Linked DNA regions of Mus musculus: region 2 is linked to region 1. A link is a contact called in public promoter capture Hi-C data. All regions are on one chromosome and are shown on one strand. The core of a region is the stretch at or near the end of the contact, and the rest is flanking DNA. Distances in the headings are between cores, read along the strand shown.

Evidence for each region. Promoter capture Hi-C pulls out the DNA fragments that hold promoters and counts their contacts.
Region 2: a contact with region 1 is called in a promoter capture Hi-C map of hippocampal neurons, with 4 times the contacts expected there. The contact joins two enhancer-like sites. A contact is called at or near these places in 2 of 39 promoter capture datasets (hippocampal neurons and pre-B cells), 2 of 484 Hi-C or Micro-C datasets (cerebral cortex and cortical neurons) and 2 of 115 datasets of contacts at active chromatin or transcription factors (the NIH/3T3 cell line and stem cell-derived neural progenitor cells).

The regions. Positions count from the first base shown.
Region 1 is chr1:154,282,904-154,288,972 of GRCm38.p6, forward strand. No RefSeq gene overlaps it. Among named protein-coding and RNA genes, the nearest start is that of Gm30465, 22 kb to the left of the region's middle. Within about 2 kb of position 3,403, at least 8 of the 459 cell types and tissues checked have an H3K27ac peak or open chromatin away from gene starts, as enhancers often do. A contact at or near this core is called in cortical neurons and hippocampal neurons, where this site is marked.
Region 2 is chr1:155,235,018-155,241,086 of GRCm38.p6, forward strand. It overlaps BC034090 (cDNA sequence BC034090), which reads right to left. Exons shown (of 10, transcript NM_001370865.1): 3 at 5,719-5,782. Among named protein-coding and RNA genes, the nearest start is that of Gm31102, 5.1 kb to the right of the region's middle. Within about 2 kb of position 2,569, at least 38 of the 459 cell types and tissues checked have an H3K27ac peak or open chromatin away from gene starts, as enhancers often do. A contact at or near this core is called in cortical neurons and hippocampal neurons, where this site is marked.

The DNA of each region.
Region 1 (6,069 bases), core at 2,153-4,652:
GGGACAAGGGTGATTGCAGTGAGAAGTTAAAGCTGACAGCTGAGTCTGTGTTGTGGAAGCACATGGAGGTGGGGGAGAAGAGGGTGGAGAGGATCTCACACAAAAAGCAGGGAAGGCTGACATTGAAGTCCAGAAGAGACCAACCCAGAATCTAAGGGAAGCTAAGCAGATGGCCAGTGATAGTGGATCAGTTAGAGGAATAAACTCTAGTTTCTATTGATTTCAGATTGTTAGGTTCAACCCATTTATTTTCCCCATGGCAAGATCACTTAGGAGGCCACCCTTCCATTCCCAACTATTAGCCAAATTTCTCAGGTTCTGACTTGTGGGAGCTTGATTAAAATGCCACCATCCTATTCATAGTTCAAAACACTACCTTGGGCCAGAAATCAGCTAAGATTGAACCCTTGAGCTATGCATCACTCTATCTTGTTCACAAAAAGAGCAGAGAGAAAATAACTGAAGCAAGAGATCCTGGGGCACAGCTCTCTCTTGCTCTTCCATTGCCATACTTCAGAAGGAAGACAGTTGTTTTGCTGCGACTGCCTCATGAACCATGGAGCCTTGTTGATTTCTTGTGGTTAGTATTTTTCTCCACTGTGATCACAGAAAGTACATTTTAGAATTTAGCTTGACCAATGAGCCACTATTCTGCACCACCGGACTCAGTCTTTTTCTGACAACCAGCCCATCTTAAGGGGCCCGGCCAGTCTTCCATCTTCCATGGCTCACTCAGAGGTATCTCCCTGCATCCTAGACATGATCCCTGCAGAGCCCTCAAATCTGGAGGCTGCTCACCTCTCCAGATCTTGCCACACTCCCAGGCTCCAGGAAGGCTTCCTCCACCCACCACTCAGCACCAAGCTTTGGGTAATTATATACAATGCTTCCTCTGTCCTGGAGGTAGCTGCTGCTTTTCTCCATCCACAGAATTGCATCTTTACGTTTTAGTTTGTTATTCATGTTTTTAAAAGCCAAATGGTTCCAAACCTTGTTACAAAAAATAAAATATCTGCAACCTTTCCCAGGGACAGCCCACTTTTGCTATTCTTTGGACATTCATTTTCATTCTGCAGAATAACTTCCACATGAATCTCTTTGTTCTCCACTCTTGGAGACTCTCTATTAAGTTCTCACTATGAAAGAGGAAGATTTCTCTCTCTCTTTAGCACCTCCTTCCCCTGCCTCCACAATTTTCCTTTCCCCAACCTCCCAGAAGACTTATATCATCGTTTTTTAGTGAGATCTGTGTTCAGTGTTTACATAATTATGACTGTATTCACAGCATGCCCCTGTAGTAAAAGCACCATTACATTTCCTTTCTTGTACAACTTTTAATTTTCCCTGGAGTTAATAATTGTCCCAATTCTTCATTTGTGTACGTTCCTGTTCACTCAGCATCAATTTTTACCTACACATTTTCCACGTATGTAAATTTCTTCTCAATGTATTATGCACCACACATTAATTCCATCATTTTAACCTTGGAATGATCTAGATGCCTTCTCTCTTTCTTCTTCAGTCTGTGCTGTTTGCACTACAGACCTGCCAAGCACCTGTCTGTCTCAGTTTTCATCACCATCCCAGAATCTTCTTTTCCCCTTGCTTGCGCTGGATCGTTTCTTCTTGGATCCCATATTGTCTCATCTTATTATTCTTCCCTCTGTTTGCGAGACCACACCCTAGAGAAACATATAAAGGACATTAAATATTGAAAATTTCAGAGCCTGAAAATGGACTTATTCTCCCTTGATATTTGATTGACAGTTTGCCCACATATAGACTCCTGAATTGGCGTTATTTTTCTTCATAATTTTAAAATCAGTGTCTCACTTCTAATTTCTGGTGTCATTGCCAATGGACCAGTGGTCAGTGAAGAGAAGACACTGAGGCCCGCCATGGGCATTGTTGCCTCTTGATCCTCTGTGTGTGACTTTGCTGAAAGCAGGAAGGGGCTTCTTTCTCATGGAGTGTGAAGTTTTTACAGTGATATCCCTTGAAGTGAGGTTTTGCTCGTCACTGGTGCTGTCCACCTCATGCTCCTCGGCAATCCACGTGGTCCTTCCCTGGAGACCTGGGAAAGTGGGACTCATTCTGACTTTGTTCTTCTTCCTTTGGGAATTTCTTAGTATTTGAAGCTGTTTTTCTAATTTAATATTATTCATTTCTTGTATTCTTTGTCTTTGTATGTTTTTGTTCTGTGAGGAATTTTTTCAAGGTTATCTGCCAAGTATATGTTCATGCTTTCAAAGTTTTCACTTCAGAGAGAGCTTTAATATTTGATTTTTGAATGTTCCCTCATTTTAAAAGAGAACACTATGTTTGTTTCAACAATAAAACTCTTGAAAAAATATTGATTCTCTCTCTCCCCCATCTGTACACACACACACACACACACACACACACACAAACACACACACACACACACAGAGAGAGAGAGAGAGAGAGAGAGAGAGAGAGAGAGAGAGAGAGAGAGAGAGAGAATGTCTTTGTCTTGAAAGTCTTCTAAATACCTTTTTAAAAAATTTTCTTTTCTTAAAACGATGTTGTGGGCTAAGGAGGTTTTGGTATGAGAGAGCCTTTTCTCAAACATCTGGAAGTTCTGGTCTGTCCTTTCGAGATGAAAAGCAGGCACCGAGAAGCTCCTTGCTGGCGAATGGGAGCTGTCAACTATAAATAGCTTCATTGTTAGGAGACCTGGCTAGGCTGCTTCACTGTGGACCATGTCCTGTTGTGATAGCAGGGATGGCCTAGGTAGTAAGGCTCTGGCTGCAGATGCAGAAGGCTCTTAAATCCTGCCTGAGAGTCCCAGGAGTCCTGTTGTTAGGAAAGCATCTCTGGCTTTCCTGTTCCCTGTCTCCATCCCAGCAACCCTCTAGTCCACTCCATGGAGTCCTTTGCTATGGCGCAAGAGCAAAGCCTTGGACATGTAGAGAGTAAGAAGATGCCACTGGATGCTTCCTGCCTCTTAAACCAGTTGTCAGCCATTTCTCCTATGTCCATCTTTATTTTCCACCCTTGTTGTTGGACGTCTCTTGTGCTTTCCTGGGCTCTACTGTTCAGTTGCTTCTGCTGCCAGCTAAAAGCTCAGCCTTCGGAGCTTTGCAGAGTCTGTTAGCAAGAGTCCATCTGCTTTGCTTGTTTGTTTGATATTATTTCCTTTCCTTTGTTTGTGTCCCCCAAGATGTATTCCTTTTGAAAAAGATCCCTGTGTTGTTTCTGGTAAGGTTTCTAGAGACAGAGAAGATCTGTCTGCTCAGGCCACCAGTCTTCAGGAAGCATATAACTAGCCATGTGGCAGAATCTCCTATTGGGACCTTTGCCAGAGGCTTCTACATCTACAGGCTCGGCACCTTCCTTCTTGATAGTGTGTCTGTGTCTGAACCTTGTACAGAGCACTCTGCTTGCATATATAACATGATTACATAAGGCGTTTGGATCTTCTCACTGGATTATAAACTGCTTGAGTAAAGAAGTCCTGTTAGCTATTTTTACATCCTTAAGATCTAGCACACAACCAGGCGCCTGCATGCCCAAGGAAGGCATGTTGAAGTGAGCAGAAACTGTATGCCGTTTTCTGTGAGTGAACTCAACTATATAAAGAGAAGTCTAGTTATTTGATGGCAGGAAGCCCCCAAATTAAGTGTTTTCCCAGATCCTTTTTCCTCGCTCATGGAATGATGAGTAGTGGGATTTTAGACTAAAGTTTGCCTAAGAAACTGCCCTTTTAATCTAGGACATGCAGAGGAAAGGGTTACTCACCCCAGGAACTATGGTGATCATGAATCAAAGAAATGAAGGGCTGATTTTTGTCAGTGAGTTATTCAGGTGTCCTGGTTGCAGAGAGAGAGGTGTTTATGATCACTATCTCTTGTATAACAGGTGTTGTATCACAGTGTGATTTGGAATGAGTGTTCTATACTCTTCTGTTCCCTCATGGCCTCAGAGCATACTTAGCCTAGCATGTCCTAGTAAAGAGCATATCTTCACAGGCAAGGCTGCTCAGAGCTAGGTGTAGATGAAGAGCCTCGGAAGTTTGTGGGACCAATCATCACATCAAGAGGATCTTGGGCTCAAGTCTCCCTACTGGGACTCCAGCTAAAAGTAACAGTTTGGGATGCCAACTGGGTTGACCATGAACACTGTTTCTTCCCCTAAAGTCAAGTCATCAAACAGGATAACTCTTTCTGGTAACTAAGAAGCCACCGGCAGCTATTTCAACAGCTGGACCTTGATCTTTCAGTTGAAGAATCTAGACTTTGCAAAACTGGCTTGGGTTAGCAGACTGAACATCTGGGAGGTCCACAGAGTTATGGAAGTCTTTGGAAGTCACGGGAGCCCCGTCTAGGCAGGATGGACAGGCAGTGGAAGAATAGGAAGCAGCAGCAGGGAGATGAGAAGCCAGATCGCACCTGCAGGCTCACAATGGGCATCTGCTCTTCGGACTGAGCTGAAGAGGCAATGATGTGCAACTTAAATGAACAAGTCCTACCAAAACACCTAAGTCTTCGCACGATTTTTCTCTGCTGAATGATCTGGGCTTCAGAAGTATTCTTTCTTAAGATCCCATGTTCCCATTTGCATCTAGTGCTTCATGCTGCGGTGTGTCACTTCACTTCAGATGGCAGCTTACCACTCACGGTGGTGACAGTGTTTAGCCAGAACTGGAGAAGAAGCATTGGAGAGAACAAGTGAAGGAAATCAAGACGCTCTAGACACGTCTGGGGAAACACCCCTGTCAGGAATCTGTCGGCCTAGTTGGGTCATTGCCATGACATCACATGCAGTTATAAAATACAGGCAGCTCTGTGAGCCAGGATGATTGACCAGGTGGACATGCACACACACACACACACACACACACACACACACACACACACACACACACACACACACACGCCTGGAAGAAACTAGACTTCCACAGCCAGAACAGCCTCACCAAGGAGAGCAACTGCAATTCTGGAATGGACATGCATGATTCAGCCTCTCCAGTCTCCTTTTATTTATTTTCCTTTTCTTTATAATCAGTTTCAACAACAAATGAAATTTAGACATAGATCTGAATGTCACTGAATTGCAAATACAGCGTTGCCCTCAGAAAACCCAGATACTCTTGAAGGAAAGGCCAAATGAGGATACAGATCTTCCAGTGGCGGATCAGACCACCCAAGCTGTGGCCTCCATTGGGTGACTCTTCCCTGTTGAGATCATGGGTGAGAACAGGGGCATGCATGTAAACAAAAAAAGCCCGTTGATAGATGTGATCCTGGGCAGGTGAATTAACGTCTTTAAACCTTAGTTTCCATACTTGATAAGGCAGGAAAAAATACCATTATTTCATAGGCTCCCTCTGAATGTTATCCAGGACACAGGCACAGGGAACCTCACACAGAGCTTGCAACTGCTTGTCCAGAGAATGCCAGGAAAAAAATGAGGATTTCTTCAGTTCCTTCTTGTGGCTTCCTATTGTGTGATCAGGAAGTGTAGGACATCCCTCAGCCACTCTGAAGACACTTTTCTGGATGTGGTGAAAGAAGTCTCTCAAAGAAAGTGAGGGAATACAAAGTCTTTCATATCTTCCAAGGAGGGAGAGCCAAGAAAGCATTCATGAGCACCACTACCAATGCTCAGCACCGCTCCCCAAGAAGCCGTGCAGTGGATACCCAATGCAGACTGCAGAGGTTTCGAGGCCTTTTTTGCTTCCAATCCACTTGACTTTGGATAAGTCCGACTCTTTGAGGTGCTGGAAAGTCTCCATCTGCTGAAATTGTACCATCAACTCTTTCCTAGAAAGTTATTAGAATTAAAGAAGGTCAGATAATCTGGAAATGCCTGGCACCCTGCACATAGAAGGCATTCATGATGAATGGCAGTTTCTTCCCCTCCCATGGCTCTTCCTTTATGGCCTGCTCATGAATCTCTAATGCATAATTCACAATCCAGATGCCAGTTCAGACAAAAACATCGAGAGATGGCAGAATCACCATTAAATAACATCTTAATAGCCCAGAAAAACCGAGGCTAGAGAAATATGAGATCAAGTTCAATAAGGCTCGATGTGAAACTGGC
Region 2 (6,069 bases), core at 1,319-3,818, 950 kb after region 1:
GGGATGCCAGATCTGTTCCTGCTATCGCTCACCTCCTAACACCACACCAGAGGTTGCCCACCACTCCATAAAGATAGCTTCGAACTCTCCCAACTGAGGAAGGAAGGCCCTAATCTGACCCTGGACTAAAGAGAGAGGGGCACCAGAGCCCCAGAGCCAACCTTTCTTAGCATGAACTAAAACCCACAATCCAGTTCTTCCAATTCCTTTGGAAATGTCCTGGCAAAGCCAGGCAGTGCAAAGGCAGGCATGGGTAATACCACCTACAAGCAAGCAGCATTTATCAGCATCCTAAAGCCTGGTTTCGGTAGCCACTGGGGAGGGGTGTGGGAATAAGGCAGCCACATACTTTTCCTCCAGGCTAGCAGTTTCCCACCTGTAAGCATGAGCTTTTAGGAGAGAGAGGGCTCACACTGCTACCCTGTGAGTCTGGGTCTTTGGCCAGGCAGGCTATGGTGGGGTGGGGGTCCTGGGGCTCCCACCTAGGGGCTATTTGGACCACAGGACTGGCTCTTGTGGAATGGCCACCCAAAGAACTACTTACTGGGAAGAAGCTAGAGGTCCATGGGGGTGTCCAGGCCCTTGCCTCTGACCCTCACACCACCTGCATCCTGAGGACAAAGGAAGCCTGTGATCTCTGTCTGCCCTGTGCTCTAGGCCAAGTTTTTGGAGTAGGGACAAGTTTAGCAGTGACTTTAGCACCCCTCCAGTGAGGCAGGTTAGGAGAGCCCTTTCTCACAGCCAGGGAAACCAAGGGGGTGGGGAGAGAGAGAGGGAGAGAGAGAGAAAGAGAGAGAGAGAAGCTTCTCTGTAGCCATCATAATCCTGGATTACAATGATAAACTCCAGCAAGTCTGGAGTTAACCCCTTCATCTCAGGAGCACAAATCAAGGAATAAGGACTGGAGACAGCAGACCTGGCAATCTCCAGGATGCAGCCAGGGAAGGGAGAGTATGCAGCAGGCAGAGGGCTCTAAAGCCTTTGCTTGGCGTTCATTTGTTTATATTAAAGCTTTGACAGTCGAGGACAGAGATCGTTACTATTGCTGTCTGAGGGAGGGAGGAAGGAGAGTGGTTTGTGAAGGTGCACCGTTCTTGAGTCCATAGGACACCCACAGAATGAAACCTAACGAAATGGGTTACAGTGGGCTTCAAGGAATCCCCACTCCTGGACCATCCCTTCCCAGAAGTATCACCCAGTGAGTGCCTTCAGGGCTAAGCCTCAGTTTCCTCATAGGCTCATAGGGCTCAGCTGTTAAGAGAAACTGTCCCTCCAAACACAGTAAGATTCCACAAACTGTTATTAGTCCTAGTGTTACCCCCGCCCCTTCTCTCTCCCTCTTACTTCGGGACTGCAAGTGCACAGCTTTCTTTGTCTCTGTATCTACATGGTGCAGGATAAGGGCAATGGTGGGAGGGGGGGTAAGGTCACCTGCCAACGAGGCTACACTGCTGCTGGCAAAGAGAAGGCCTGTTTAGAAGTGACGTCAGTGTGCAGCTTGAGAGGGCCTACAGGGTTTGTTCCAGACTTTCAAAAGCCTCTGATGAGCTCTGTGGAAAAGGTGACTTCCACTGCACAGGGGACAGGAGGCTGCTGATGGGGAGCAGAGGAAGGCCAATGCCCTTCTCTCCACAGAGAGGGCAGACCAGCTCTGTCCATGTTCCCGAAGAATGATAACACATTCCCCACTGAGGCCCAGAACATGGCCAGGTCAGCATGGCATGGGCTCAGTACGGGCACACAGACAGCTGGTGTGGCAGATGTCTGAGACACTCCCAGAAGGGACTTTTCTGGAGGTCAGCTTAGCTCCCTCCCACCTTGAAGATGTTAACTTCAGTGAGCTCCTCCCAGCTCAGGGCTGAGGCACGAAAGGATTCGGTGTGTGGAGTGGCTGTGGGTGTGGTGACAAGCGCAGCAAGGGACCAAGCACCGGAGCCTTCCAAAGCACTGGCTTTGTGTGGGATCAACCCAGGGAGCAGAGTCCTGGACGCCACGGAAACGGTGAAGCATTTACAGCATTTAGAGGCTTGATGCACGGCTTGGCTGTTTTGTCCTTTTTCCTTTGAGCATCTTGGGACTGCAAGTGCAGAGCTTTCTTTGTCTCTGTATCTGCACAGTACAAGATAAGGGCGATGGTGGGAGGGGGGATAAGCCAGCAACATGGGGTACAACCTCTCCAGTGACATCTTGCCCTGGGCACTCCTCGTTGACCGCTGTGACCCCAAAATGCCCAATGACTCATCCTCTAGGCTAGGGAACCAAATCCCTGTCACTCTAGGCTCAAAAGATACAAAAAATGGCCAGTGGCTGGCTCAAGATGGCCTCTTTCTGGGCTCCTCGAAGCTGCTTGGCCCACAGGACTCACACCAGTCAATTTCCAGCAGATAAGATCATCCTTTTGTGTAGGAGGAGGCAGCGGGAACAGGAAGGAGACTGTTGAATGCCTCTGCATCCAAATGAGATCTCAGTTCCAGGCTCTCCCCGGGCAGCTCCCCTCCACGGATCACCACACACCCCACCTCAGATGAAGCATTGCTGCAGCCTCCCTCACCCATCTGGAATGTTCCTTCTGTTTCCACCCAGACCCTTGCAAGCCCTCACAGGCTCCAGCTGTCGGAGAGCCCTCAGTCAGCTCTTTCCTGCCTGCCTTAGCCAGACACGCTATGAGCACCTGTTCTAAAAAGGCACAGCTCCTGCCTCCAGGAACTCAAGGAGAAAGACGCCCGTAATGGCATTGGTGGCAGTGGTGGCCGGCGGGGCCGGCGGGCAGAGCCATGAGAACAAAGCAGGTGATTCCATTTGAAAGCACAGACACACAAGCTGACTCATGCGTCTCTCACTTCCCACAGCAGAGAACAGATCGATCTGCAGGACATAGAAGGCCCCAGATCCCCAGCCCGAGGGGTTGCTTATCCAAGGGATGACCTGTGGAGGTATGAAAAGGGTAGCTCAAGGCAGTGTCCCATAGCAGTCAGAGCATAAGCCTGGGACCCGAGTGCAAGTCCTGACTCCAAGACTTGGCCTCCCCTAGAGTGCTCTCTGTCCTCGAAGCAAGAACAATGGCTGAGACCTGTCCACAAAGTGAGATGTACAAACAGCACTTACACAGCACCCGGCACACAGGCAGGGGATGGAAATGGCAGATGCCAGCCTGCTCTTCCAACAGGCCACTAGTGTCTTAGCCAATGCGTGCTAGAGAACAACCCTTGGGGTAAGGGGACAAAGGTCTCCTGCAGGATCTGAGGTCCTGAGTCTTTAGGTGGCTCACCTCAAGGCTACCTTGTAACAGGCTGGCCCAGACACTGCAGACTCAAGCACTGGGCTCTGTGATCAACGTGAACTTGCCTGGTCACCTTAAAGAACAGTAACAAAGAGCACGTGGGTTAGCCTGGCTGTCACGGCTCTGTGATTTTAATGTGAGTTATTCAGATTCTAAATCTGACTGAACAGGAAACAGAACCTTTTGCTCTTCAAGCCCTGAGAGAGCTTACAGTACTCAAAGAATGAGGCATGGCAGGTACTGATGGGTGGCCACTGAGACCATCAGCTACAAGAGCAGAGCACTCCTCTGCCTCGGGTCCTCCATCCCTTAGTACAGGCTCTCAGCCCAGGACCCGAGTGCTCAGTGGCACTCCTAGGGCATGAGCCAAGGGAAGCCAAGACTCTGTAGCTGTAGCATCAGTAAGCCCATCTCACTCAGAGGGCAGCCCTGCATTGTATCTACACATCACAGCAGGGCTGGAGTTTTCCTTGAACCAGTTGTGTTCCCTGGCCCTTCAGCCTAAGTGTCTACCTAGCAAGGACTTGACCTTCATGCCTGTGGCTCTATATGCCAGGCACTCTAGGGGGATACTTTATTATTCTTTGAACATAATCTTAATATTGGTCCTTCCTTCTCTATATCTCCCCTCAGACACATACACTGATTCATCATATGTACACACACACACACACACACACACACACACAAATATATCTGTGAAACATACAATATACATGTATACATGCCACATCCAAGATCTGTCTGTCTGTTTCTTTTCCAGACAAGGTTTCACTGTGTACCCCAGGCAGCCATGACACATGTGCCCCATTGCCGCAGCCTCCCACTTGGGTCACATCGGACCCTCATGCTTGAATTCTGACGTAGAACCCAAGGCTACAGATGGCCTGTCAGGTTAAACTGTCAGGAGTCTAGTCCTGAGAGTTCTGAATAGCCTCACAGGCATGGGTGGGAGTCTCTCCCTATCCCCGATTGAGCGGCTCCTTTAAGAGAACCAGGTTTTGTTGCTCATTATCTCAGAGCAGGCCAGGGGCTTGCCTTCTTTCTACAAGGACTCTGAGCAAAACCCCAGCAGCTGTGCTTCCCTGTGAAGGCACTGGAGTAGGCTGGGGGCTGAGGCTGGGAGAGCGAGGCAGCTGCGGGGGTGGGGGGGGGCTGTCTCCACAGCACCCAGGAGCCTTTGCAAGGCTCTCTCAGGGGGCTGCAGGTAGAGAGAACACAGAAGGAGCAGAATACCACTGAGCACCACAGAGGTGGGATCAGATGAGGATGCGGTCAGAAGCTGAAGACAGCAGCCAGGAAGGCAGAAGAAGAGACAAGCCAGGCATCTATCTTTCCAAGCTGAGCACAACCCTGATTCTGGGCACCCTCATTTTGCTAAAGCAGGCTGTTTCCCAAATCTTGTATGGTGAACTCTAACCCCCAGTGGGATGGGATCAGAACATGGGGATAAACTGCCACCCTGATAAAAGGACCACCAGGAAATGTTTTTGTCCCTTTCTACGCTGTGAGGACACAGTAAGAATGTGCCATCTATGAGGAAGCAGGCCCTCACCAGACACTGGATCTTCTGTCTTCTCGCTCTTGGATTCCCAGCCTCCTGTACCGCAAAAATGGCGTTTCTGCAGTTTATACGTCATTTTGAGTCATTGTAAGATGTGTTCTGTTGCAGAGGTCTTACCCGTGCTTTGGGAAGGGTGGGTCAATCTTAGTGAGATACACAGGGAGAAGGGACAAAGCTGACTACTGTGGGCAGACATCAGACCTTCCCAGACTGATGTCATGCGCAGCTGTGGAAAAGGGCACCACTCCCAGACCCAAGGCCTCTCTCAGCCTCATGTGCCAACATCCCAGCCAAGGCTTAAGGCTGCCAAAGGCAAAGGCCAGCTTCTGAGTGAGCCCCCATGTGGCCCCCACCACATCTCAGATCCCACTCGTCCAGACTTAGGACACTGCTCACCTCGCCCACCACACTCAGAACAGAAGTGAAGGGGCTAGAAAACAGTCTGTGGGTCCCACTGAGAGGCTGGAAGGCAAATCCTTGGCCCTGAGCCCTGCACACGCCTCTGATTAGGAAAAGAACAGGTGGAGTTAAAGTGCTGGGTTCCTGTACCATCCCTGAGGAGTTTCACACCCAAGCCCATTAGCTTCACAATACCCCTATGGTAGAAGAGGTAGAAGCCTAGGCAGAGAAAATGGCCTCCAGGACACTGAGCAGGTAATTGGAAGGTTTGCTGCAGACCTCTGCCACCCAGTGGTTTGGCCCAGGTGACAGGTAGCCAGCAGCTGGTACCTTCTACAGGGCCTCGAGAATGATGGTTGGCAGTGGCCACTATCTCCTGGTGAAGGCTTGCCTCTGTCTCTTCTGGCCTTATCAAGGTTTCCTACTGCTCTGGTGTATAGAAAATGGAGGGATGGTGGTAAGGAAGAACCCTTACCTGCTCTGACCTGAGTCCTGCTGGGGGGTGCCCGAGTCCCAGTCCACGTCTCCCGCTGGTCGCTCTAGGGCCCAGAGCAGAAGCAGAGATCAGGGCAGAGCCACCAACTGGTGAGCACAGAGGAGATGCTCTACCCCCTCTGTGGGCCGAATGCCTACATTCCCCAGATCCACACACGAAAATCTAATCTGCAGTGTGATGGGATTAGAAAGCTCTGGTCTGAGAAGTGGAGTCACAGGCTGTCAGACTGTGAGTGAACTTGGATTGGTTAAGAGGGTCCACACATGCCCTCAGGTAATGAAACTCCAGAAAGGATGTCTTCCAGAGTCTGAGCGCTCATCGCGGGCAGCA